Linked DNA regions of Zea mays: all the other regions are linked to region 1. A link is a contact called in public Hi-C data. All regions are on one chromosome and are shown on one strand. Each heading gives the region's core, a stretch centred on a gene start, on an enhancer-like site or on the middle of the called end of the contact. The rest is flanking DNA. Distances are from core to core; before and after follow the strand shown. Region 1 holds the start of LOC100217119. Region 2 holds the start of LOC100193803 (alpha/beta-Hydrolases superfamily protein). Region 3 has its middle 140 kb from the start of LOC100217119.

Region 1 (3,791 bases), core at 593-3,092:
GCAGGGGAGGGAGCTTATGCAGGGGAGGGAGCTTATGCAGGAGAGGTTAGTTTGAGAAACAATTTGTTTGAATAGTCGTTATACATGTAACCAATGCCGTTATTAATGTCATCTTTTTTTTAGGATCCAACCCCGTTACACGACTTCGTCGACCAGTTATTGGCTTCTGGAGGTAGTGGACACAACTCCAACGACCCCAACGACCCTAATGTGTGATTACGTTAGCTTTGTGTCGCACTGTGTTGTAATGAACTATTTTGTGGACTTTATGTTTGTATGGACTATTTGTGGACTTTATATTTGTATGGACTCAAGTTTTAGGTTGTGAACTCAAGTATGAATTTTCTGTGATTGTATGGAATTTCTGTTATTGTATGAATTTTGTATGAAATTCTGTTATTTTTCGCATTTTTTCAATTTTTTTTTGCTCTGAAATTAGTAATTTTCGGCGGCCCCTCTGGCCGCCGAAAATAGTTATTTTATTTTCGGCAGTTGTTATTTCTGTCGGCCGACTGGCTGGCCGCCGAAAATAATCTGTTATTTTCGGCGGCCAGGAAGCTCGCCGCCGAAAATAAGCTATTTTCGGCGGCCGGACCCTGGCCGCCGAAAATAAAGCCTTATTTTCGGCCAGTTTTTTTTGGCGGCCAGAAACCGCCGAAAATAGGCCAATTGCCGCCGAAAATAGCCTATTTTCGGCGGCAACTGGCCTATTTTCGGCGGCTTCTGGCCGCCGAAAATGACTGTAGCTGTTGTAGTGAATGATTCAATATATTAAGTGAATATAATATGATACATCTGTAATTCATTCATCCATTTTATACCTTTTATTTTACATTATTTTACAATGTTTATTGAAAGTTTATTACGAAGGTTCAACTTCGTAATAATACTCTCTTCAACCTTCGTCCAAGACCCATTATCCTCAAAGGAATAATGCTTCACGGACGAAGGACAGTATCATTTAACATTTTATGTTGCCTTGTTCTTAATTCATAGCATTTGAGAACAAGTCCCCAACAAAAGTGTATTTCACCAACGGTTCCAAAATAATCACTAGTGGAAATGTTGATTTCCATTGGGCCCTAGTACCGGCGGTGCTAAAAAACGATAATGTAAATCGGTTTAGAACCACCACTTTAGAGCTTTCTGTACTATTGAAAATCTGTAGAATAGTAAATATAGTATCACGAAATTGTAGATTGAATATCAGGCAAAATCTGAACGGTGTTGTTGCTATGTACTCCTCACATGGCGACGGACAGTGACATCCTATAGGGCTAGCGTATGCTGTGGTCCGCTCCGTACGTGGACGTGTTGGGGGAGGTGGCTGCACGTTTTCGGTTTTCTTGTCTACTTCGTACGTGATCCCTAGCTACCACAATAAAGGTGGAGCATATATATTTTCTTGGTTTTTAGGGTTAATTGTGGTCGGCCGAGTACCACCTGTCCCAGATGATATTACATGCTGCGAATTCACCTATATATATATATATATATATATATATATATATATATATATTATATATATATATATATATATATATATATATATATATATATATATATATATATATATATATATATATATATATATATATATATATATATATATAAGAAGGAACACGTATGGTAGATGATTCCAGATGCTTACCATGCATGTTATCATAGAGTTAAAATGTCTGTGTCGCGTAACATTTCTGAAAATAATTTCGGAAGATGAAGATAATGTTTCTGTTACGTAATTTTCCGTCCCTTGTTGTTCACATGTGCGTACCCACGTGTCAGAGTGAGAGATGTACCAGTATAAAGAAGCGCAGAGCCCCCAAGAGCCGGAGCTGCCATGAGGCCCGAACAGTTGAAGCTACTAGCGTGTAGCTAGGGAAGAGAAGCGCGCGAGTAGCTAGCAGACGTACGTAGGCAGAAGCCTAGCTGGGTTTGAAGGGCCCCGATCGATGATCCCCTACGCGACTGCGGCGGAGGCGGAGGGAGCACTGGGGCGCACCATGACGTGGGCTGAGACAGCATGGTACGAGTACTCGGCGGTGATGCCAGATTCCTGGCTGCACTGCCACACCACATTTATCCTGTTCGTCATCTACAGCATCGCCCCGCTGCCCCTGCTACTCCTAGAGCAGTTCGCTCCGTCCGTCGTGCTGCCGTACAAGCTGCAGCCCCGGGTACGGCTGCCCCCGGCAGCCTCCCTCAGCTGCTACATGGACGCGGCCTGCATCTTTCCGCTCGCCGTTGGCCTTCAGTTCGTCTCCTATCCTGCGGTCGCCAAGGTCTTGTCTTGTGTATTTTAATATCATGCATGCATGCATGTGCATCAATATTATCACTAGCAAAGAAAGAAAGCATGCCGTTGATGACGTACGATGCCTATATTTACCAGATACTAAGGACCCGAATGGGACTGCCGTTGCCGTCGGTGAGGGAGACCATCGCGCAGCTAGTCGTATACTCTCTAGTGGAGGATTACCTCAGCTACTGGATGCACCGTCTGCTGCACACCCAGTGGTGCTACGAGAAGATCCACCGCGTCCACCACGAGTTCACGGCTCCTACAGGCTTCGCCATGTCGTACAGCCACTGGGCCGAGAACGTCGTCCTTTCTATCCCGGCCTTGGCCGGCCCAGTGCTCGTGCCATGCCATGTCACCACGCAGTGGCTATGGTTCTCCATCCGCCTAATTGAGGGCATTAACACGCACAGCGGGTGATCATCATTACATGCTCTGCACAGTTCCAACGACGTAAACACAACAAGAGTGCATCCAATTAATTAATATATTCATCTTGTTGAAATTTGCAGTTACCATTTCCCGTTCAGCCCTTGCAGGCTGATTCCATTCTACGGAGGGGCTGCATACCATGACTACCATCACTATGCAGGAGGCCGTAGCCAAAGCAACTTTGCACCCCTGTTCACCTACTGTGATTATTTATATAGGACAGACAAAGTAAGTACATGCTTGCTTAGCTTAATTATATACTGTGTTAACACATATACTCTCTATATTCTTTTTTATTTGTCGTGTTTCAGTAAAAAATGAACTAAATATTCGGAGATAGTAATAATTTATATAGGGCAGACAAAGTAAGTTCTACAAACCTCGGACAACAACCTGTATTTAATTTTAACATGCAATAAATATGCCACAACAGCACAAACTAGCTAGCTAGAGGCGAAATAGACATGTCGGGGCTCACATTTGTGATCCGTTGGTTTTCGCCATACATGCGCCAGGTGTCCGTGACATAAAGCTGCCAAATAAGAAAGAGATAGCGATGTGTTACCAAATGAAACAAGGAGACACATGATAAAGTAATAATATTATATGCATATGAGAATTTCGTTCTGAGAAATAAATGTACATTTATATGGTTTGTCATGTAAATCCACGAATAGGATTTATTATATGTACGTATATTTGCCAATCCTTAGCCCACAATGACTATATACATACTTGCCTTTTTCAGGGCTACAGATACCACAAGCTAAAGCAAGAGAAGGTATCAGCGTATCTTTACATATTTGCCTTTTATATAAATGTTTTTGTTCTCTTCTGATTGATTTATAATCACTACGGCACAGCTGAAGAGTCTAGCAGAAAATAGTGCGGATAAAGGAGGCAACTACTCATTCGACGAAGGGAAAAAGAACAGATATTTTTGTGCCTGAGCGTACGAAGAATAATCAAGGCTATTACTTCGTCCTGTTCGAAGGGAAGATTTGCAAATAAATAATTCGAATTTACTGCAGAAGCTCTTGATTGGTCGACGAACAAATAT
Region 2 (3,791 bases), core at 462-2,961, 230 kb before region 1:
TTCATAAATATCAAAGAAACTAATCATTCAATATCCTGCCGGTATCTTGTATATAGGTCCAATTATTCACACTAGAACCCAGTACTGCAGACCCAGTGGTTTATACATCAGATGGGATTTTTTATGATAGCTGGCATTGTTAACATGTTTCAGAACCACAAATGAATTCATTAGTAGAGGCCAAATAAGTTCACGAATTGTTTAGTGTTTGCCAAATAATTTTTTGTTTCCATGAAGAAGCAAACAAAGCATTACTTCATAAGAAATCATCCCAGTCTAATTTTGTGTATATTCTATAGAATTTGCAATTTCCTACAATACATTTGTCCAGATAAAATTCTCAGGATACAAGAATCTTTCAAACTAAGTTTTTGCTCATCAAACTAAATCTTTCTGAGCATGGCCACTCCTACAATCGCAAAATCACTAACAATCCATACATAGTAGATAATAGTTACTGCAACCATTTGAAATAGGATTTATTAGAAGAACAATAACATAGAGCTTGTTTTTTTTTCTAACAGGTCTACTCAACCTGTGATGACATACGGGGTAAAAACAGCATTATATCTTCATTGTTTGTTATATGTCAGTTAACACAGATATATACCTTCATTATTTGTTATTTGTCAGTTACAGCTCTATATCTTCATTGTTTGTTATTTGTTAGTTAATACAGCACTGGCATAGTACACACCTTTCAAAATTCATAATCAAAGATATACAGGGAGAAATAGAATAAAAAATTAATATAGAATTACCTTAAATAAGCAATAGTTATACTGTTTGCTTGTTAAAAAGTCTAAATACTCAAGTTCAATCATATTTGAACTAACTCATGCTAGCTCTAGTGACTAGTGAGGGTTGTGCACCTCCATTTTACCAGTCGCCCATCACAGGTAAGTGCACTACAATAGCAAAGGGAGTATTCATGCTGATGATTTAGAGCTAGCCTCTGCCTTTCTAGGATTGAACAACGGTACCTTTGCGCATGTTGGTGTGCACAATGAATCTACTATTGTAATGTCAGAAAATAAAAACAATTTTCCTGGACTCTAGCGGCCTGTATTTATAGTTCGATTGCACAATGCCATGGCTTCGAACGGAAAAGCGAAACATTGGAAGTGAGAACCATGCCATGGCTCCCGCATTCCCATCATCCTCAAAAATCCTTTGTTAACAGATCTCCAGCAATCAGCTTAATAATTTGAGCATACGAAAATAATTAGGCATGCATATGCAAAAGCGTGTTAAGATAATAAGTGCAAAGTCCAACGTCCTACGAAATCTACAGCAGCACATATTAACCCAACTTAATCCCAAGCTAGCAACGAACAGCTCGTGGCCCGAATCCCTTCATCAATCAACGTAACCCTGAAACCACACCACAACCATCTCCTACCAAACGCACCAAATCATCACAAGTCGGTGATTGCCTGATTCCCCGCGCTCTGACGACCCATTCCCTGGATAAACCGCATATGCATATATTGAAATCGCCGCGGGGGTACGAGGAGAGGCTGCTTACTCCTTTGTGACGGCGATGACGTTGTCGACGAACTCTTGAAGCATTCCTGACCGCCGATTAGGTTGCCTCCAATTCCTTGAACCACGCAGGCCCGGGGTGGGAAGGGGCGACGCGAGCGAGGCAACGAATCCGGAGGGCGTAAGAAAGAGAGGAGGATTGGGAAGAAAAGGAAAGGAGTCGGGCTGTTGGGACCCCTATTTTAGCATTTAGTCTTTTCGTGACAATTTTTTTAGGAACACAAATTAAACGATGGGGAATTACCTGGTCCACATGTATCGATCAGCGGCGTACGAATGACTTGTGGGCCACGGGGTAACGTAATCCACTGTTGTGTTGGCTATGGTCTAGCTCTCGCGAATAAGACCCATTTGAAATCTCTACTACTCTATAAGGATCCAACGAGAGCGTCCACAATATTTCACCGTGCCTCCGCCTGCCTCCGTCCCGTAACACCCCAGCCCTAAACTACGCCCGCTCTCTCCGCGCGTGATGCTCTCCCTTCCTCATCGCCTCTGCACCGACGCCCCCTTCATTTTTCCTCTCACATAAACCCGCGCTCATTCCTTTTTCTTTCACCTAATTCCCGTCCTTGTGTGTTTGCGTTGCTCGCTTGGGTTTGGATCCAATCGAGGGCTCGGCCCGGCGGATGCTGTAGAGGAATGGCGGAGGCTGTCGCGTCTGCGGGCAGGCTCGCCATGGACTCCTCGACCTCCGTCTCGCCCAACCAGGTGATTCGAGCCCTAACTCGTGCCTCCTCGATCCGTTCCGTCGGGCGTGGCCCGAAATTTGCTGCTCTCAGCTGTGCGGCACCCCTTGGGGGTTCCCGTGGTTTCGAGACTGTTGGAGTGGGGTTGGTGACATGGGTGGCTCAATTTGGGGGCACGGGAAGCAGGCAGCGGGGGAAATCGAACGGCTGGGTATGGGTTCGTGCGCGGTTGCGATGCTGAATCACACGCTGGTTTATGAACCTTTGGTGATCGCGGAGAAGCGCTAGAGATGCGAGGCGTCTGGAGTTTCTCACGCGGGTTGAGCGATTGGATCATATGTTGCGGGCTTGTCACAGTAATTACCACATTTGAAGGGTATTGTGGGTCCTCCACCTCCATCCCCTCCCCAAGCCATTCTCTCGATCGTGATAGCCAACAGCGACGGCGATGAGCACGACCCTCCTCCACTTCCTCCGCCCCGCCCTCCCAAATGAGATTTGACAGTTGCGGGTTAACCTTACCTATGAAATCCCATATGTAGACTGAAGAACTATGTGAATAGCTGTGGACTATTATGATTAGACAGTTTTATTCAAGTTCACTTTTTTCCTTTTATTCTTTAGAAATATGATTCTTCTCATGCTCCGCTTTGCCTAATTATATTTCTAAGTTAGCATCTTGGCTGCTTTTGAATCATGTGTCTTCTCATGTTTCTGTCTGGTTAATCTGTATTTGCAACTGCACCCTTTACAGTGAAATGAAATGCAAATACGACCTTCTGATCTGTACCTTAGAGAAGAAGAGGAATTAAATTTCTTTGAAGTCATTCTGCGAGCTAGGTAGAGGAAAGAGATTGTCATTGGGTACCGTCTTGAGGCAGCTGAGTGTGCCATAATCAATCCAATAGACAAAGTTTCAAGGCGAAGGTGGTCGCCCAAGGATGTTTTTGTTGTTATATCCGAGAAAGAATGAGCTTTATCAGATCACAGTTGACCATGGTTATTAAAACGACGAAACGTTGAAACGCTAATGGGTGGAGTTTTAACTTTTAAACGGTTTAAACAAAGTTTAAACGTAGTTTTAAACAACATAGGGAAATTTCAATATATCATAATTTTAGACAATTATATAAAGTCAAATACCAAACAACCAACATAAGTTCACATAATAATATTGTGCAAAATGACATGTCCACAACCACATTACCACAATAACACAAGTTCAACTAATAGCAAGTCGACAACCGCAAACAAAGTGGAATGAGATGTCTAATAGTCCACAATCACAAACATAGCACAAAATCAAAAGTAGAATGCAATGTCCACAACCACAAGCACACAAGTATTACTCAAGCACTCAATAACCATCATCCAAATCATCTAAACCAACATCATCCTTGTCTTGCTCATCACCACAGCCACCACTGTTGTTTGTTTCTTCTTCATCATCCATGTCAAGGTCGTCAAGCACAAAATTGTAACCTAGGCGGAATCCCTAATTGGGCTAGGCCAAATTTTACAAGCAGGCAACTTAAACGCTCGAAACGTGGCGTTTAA
Region 3 (3,791 bases), core at 452-2,951, 140 kb after region 1:
CCGGCTTCATCTGTCCTTCATATGGCACCTAAAACACACTTTCTCAAGCTGAAGGTGAGGTGATTTGAGCAGCGGCGGACCGGAGGTTTTAGGGCCCGAGGCAAATTTAAATAGAGGCCCACCAACTATTGTTATATAAAAATGGCACCAATATATAAACTCAATACACATCTAAAAATATTTATACCAAGCAACAAATAAATAAAAAGATATATATTATAGTATTATCTTAAAAGTATTTTTAACATGTTTAAATACGACCGGGTTGTGAACGTTTCGTGGCTGCTAATTATTCGACATTTCACTATTAAGCTATTGTGTATAACTAGGTTCGGGGCCCTATATAATTAGAGGCCGGGGCGGCGGCCCCTCTGCCCCACCCTCAGGGCCGCCACTGGATTTGAGGATCGTCAGCAAAGTAAGCCCCCAACACTGATCATGATAATTACTGTTGTACCTCTCGAAACATATACTAACACTAACATATGATTGAATTACAGACTATTCATAAGTATTACTGATTACTATACATATTACCGATACTATTAACACACTTATTACTGATTCGTGGTTGTTACCAAAAAAATACCTTGTTGTCCTATGTAGATATTGTAGTTTGAAAAAAATACTAATATTATTACTAGAGTAACAAGTTTTTTTGCTGATCACGATAACTATTTGTTGTACCTCCGAACACATACTAACGCTAACTAACATACGATAGATGAGAAAAATTACCTTGCTATCATGTTGAACATTATTACTCATAGGAATACACATTCGATCCTGCTGCTAACGTCTTAATTATTACTATCTCAGTATGATGAACAAAAAATACTGCACTGGCTAATGATTGCTAAGCCTATGCATATATTACTGCCAAGGTACAATGTTTGCTGGTGTTAATTCCATATCCATTCTAGGTGCATACATGAGTAATGAATGAATGTATCTCTAAAAGTGGCGCAATAAAAAAACAAAAATATATATTCGAAAAAACCAAAAAACGAGTATCAACTCACTTATGTATGAAAAAACTGAGCTGTAAAATCCATGCGAGTGTGAGTGGTATGTGTTTGTAGCATCAGTACGAAGAAAATGGTGGAAAAAACAAATTGTGATTACGAACCGTGAACTGAAAACCATACATGCACGTCGAATTCGAACGAACCGCCTCTGCGGCTGCTGTCCTTTTCGAATATGGAAAATCGCAATAGCAAAATGGATTTGATCGGCTATCAGAAATTGCTAGAGACAACCGCCGCTGATTTGCCAAGTGCGGTCAGACGGTCTCTTGAGGACGCGTGCGATCGGTCGCGTGGGGGCAGGTGCGATCCGGGTGAAGCATCACCTAAGATGATACGTCTCAAGTTAGGTGTATCGGCTAACCTTTTCGTGACTATAAATGCGTGTACAACCCATTAATTAGAGGGTATTTTAAGGGATCCCTAGATTGTTAAGTGAAAAAATCAAGAAACATTGTATTCGTGAACAAACTGACTCTCTATATATTGTCTTTTATTTATACTTGAAAAATCGAACTAAATACTCTATGTTGTACAATGCCCTAATTTCAACATCATTTCTTGGACCATTCTGGAAATCCAAGTCAATCATTTTCCCGTTACATTCATCTCTTGACACCTGTCCTGTTGGGCCAAACCGCCAAACGCACTTGACTCTTCTCAATTCGGCCACATCGGACTGTCCTTCTCAGGAGCCCCACCGACTCTCTGCTTCGGTTTTCTTGTGCACAACGAATGGACGGAACTAGAGAAGCCGAGTGGATAGGTTTTATCCTGAAAGTAGTAATCATCGATTGTGACGGCAGAGCATATTCCGAGTATAATCTACATATATAAATATAGTGAAACTAGCTTTATATGGTTTGTAATAAAGAGAGTTTGTATTAACTAGACATGAATTTTTACTATGATCGATGTTTTATACTGTCTGTGTCTCAATATAGTATTCCTTGTAACACTATATTTTTTAAACCATGTTAAGATAAAAAAAACAGTGAATCTAGACACATCTATAACACATATACATCAAATATTATATAAATTTATTAGCATTCTTAAACCGATACTCGCTTCATTTTAAAATAGTAGTCGTTTTAACTCTTAGTTTTTATGTTTACATTCAAATGAGTGATGATATATCTAGACATATATATATAACATATACATCAATTTGTAAAGCCCAAAAATTTATTTAAAAAATAATAAAATAAATAAATAGAAATATTTATAAGTGGGTTTTAGAGTTATAGAACCTTTGGAGATTATTTGCTTTTCTTTTCTTGGTGCATATTCAACAAAGGAATTAAAGTAGTCAAATAACAAATAACTAAATACATAAATGAGCATTCCAAGCTGGATTCTTCTATGTTTGTATTTGTATTCAAATTTGTGAGACAAGTTTAAGTTTAAAAATTTTAGAATTTGGAAATAAAATGTGTGAATGTTTATTTTTAGCAACCTTTACTTAGATTACATATGCAAATACAATGCTTTCCTAATGAAAAAAATAATGTGTGGGTCGCATAATTGAAGCATTTTTGCATTAATAAATGAATAAATTACTTAACATGAATTATACCTGCATCATGTTGGAGTTTTGCTTGTGCACAAATTTGAAAGATCGAATTCAAACTTGGTTTGATAGGGATTTGAAATAAGAAAAGAAAATAGAAATAAAAAAGAGAAGAAACAAACCTACTTGTGGTCCGAATCCACCTGGTCGGCCCAACATCCCCACCGTGCTGGCCCACTCCACTCACCACCGGGCACTGTCAAGTTGTTAGATTAGCTATGCAGGTCCCGCCTGGCAGATCCTTCCCTCTCCACTAAACAACCTCGCGGTCGCCTCCCAGAAATTGTGGGCGCGACTCAGATGTTCCTCGCGTCGCCAGAGTTCTCGGGCGGACCGCTTCAATCGCCGTCGCCCTAGTATTGCGGCTCGAACTCCAGGCTATAAAGGGCAGAGCCCCGCGACCCCATCCTCCTCATTCTATCCCAGTCGGTAGAACTGTTGTCGTGCGCGCAAGATGAGAGAAACCATGGGAGGGAGAGACAGCATGGCCGATCCGGATGTGCGCGTTGATGGAGCTGGTGCTCGGGCCATGGGGCTTCGTTAGGTCGCCAGGGTGCTGTTCATGGCCACCCTAGATGGGATTGTTCCCCATGGCTCCACCAATTTCTCGTCGGAATGATGTAGGCTCGTAGTTGCGCCCCTCGCCGGAGCACAACTCAGCCACATGCATGAGAGCTAACCCAACCAATAGAGTCATGATGGATTGCATAATCTGTCTATCCCCACCTAACATCAAACAAACTTTGACCTACATCATGTAGTCTATCTCATCCATATCTATCTTAACCATATTCCTCAACCCCGATGAAATACAATAACTTCGAGTCAATGACACCAAGACCCGGTAAAGAGAAGGTCAACCTCATCAAGGGAGGATAAGCACCAACTCAAGTCTTCAAAGACCAAGTTGGATCATCAGATGAATCGAGACCCACTATGCAAGATGGAGTCTTCCCTTGCCAAAATCTTTCTTTCTTGTACTTATCTTGATCTTTCTTACCCCAACTTTCTTACCAATAGCTAAAACATGATTATGAGGTACCCATGCTATCCTAGTCACCAAAAAGCAATTGAAAACTAGGAGCAAAATACAAACGAAACCTTCTATATACCTTTTCTTACTAATCTCGAGGACGAGATTTTTGTTAAGGGGGGTAGGATTGTAAAGCCCAAAAATTTGTGTAAAAAATAAT

The links. A called contact is a pair of places that touch in the nucleus more often than the background predicts.
Region 2: a Hi-C map of tassel shows a contact between it and region 1, with 3 times the contacts expected there. The contact joins the promoter of LOC100193803 here to the promoter of LOC100217119 in region 1. A contact is called at or near these places in 5 of 25 Hi-C or Micro-C datasets (bundle sheath, ear, endosperm and 2 more).
Region 3: a Hi-C map of leaf shows a contact between it and region 1, with 5 times the contacts expected there. The contact joins the enhancer-like site here to the promoter of LOC100217119 in region 1. A contact is called at or near these places in 6 of 25 Hi-C or Micro-C datasets (bundle sheath, ear, leaf and 1 more).

The regions. Positions count from the first base shown.
Region 1 is chr3:89,037,636-89,041,426 of Zm-B73-REFERENCE-NAM-5.0, reverse strand. It overlaps LOC100217119, which reads left to right and starts at 1,842. Exons shown (of 5, transcript NM_001143487.1): 1 at 1,842-2,282; 2 at 2,393-2,715; 3 at 2,812-2,959; 4 at 3,480-3,512; 5 at 3,595-3,791. The coding sequence starts at 1,953. The coding sequence ends at 3,681.
Region 2 is chr3:89,268,129-89,271,919 of Zm-B73-REFERENCE-NAM-5.0, reverse strand. LOC100193803 (alpha/beta-Hydrolases superfamily protein) reads right to left here and starts at 1,711. Exons shown (of 9, transcript NM_001310458.1): 1 at 1,529-1,711. The coding sequence starts at 1,572. LOC103650372 (DNA polymerase V family) reads left to right here and starts at 1,904. Exons shown (of 3, transcript XM_008675956.4): 1 at 1,904-2,256. The coding sequence starts at 2,188.
Region 3 is chr3:88,892,886-88,896,676 of Zm-B73-REFERENCE-NAM-5.0, reverse strand. No RefSeq gene overlaps it. Among protein-coding and RNA genes, the nearest start is that of LOC100217119, 140 kb to the left of the region's middle. Within about 2 kb of position 1,701, at least 7 of the 20 cell types and tissues checked have an H3K27ac peak or open chromatin away from gene starts, as enhancers often do. A contact at or near this core is called in bundle sheath, leaf and leaf mesophyll, where this site is marked.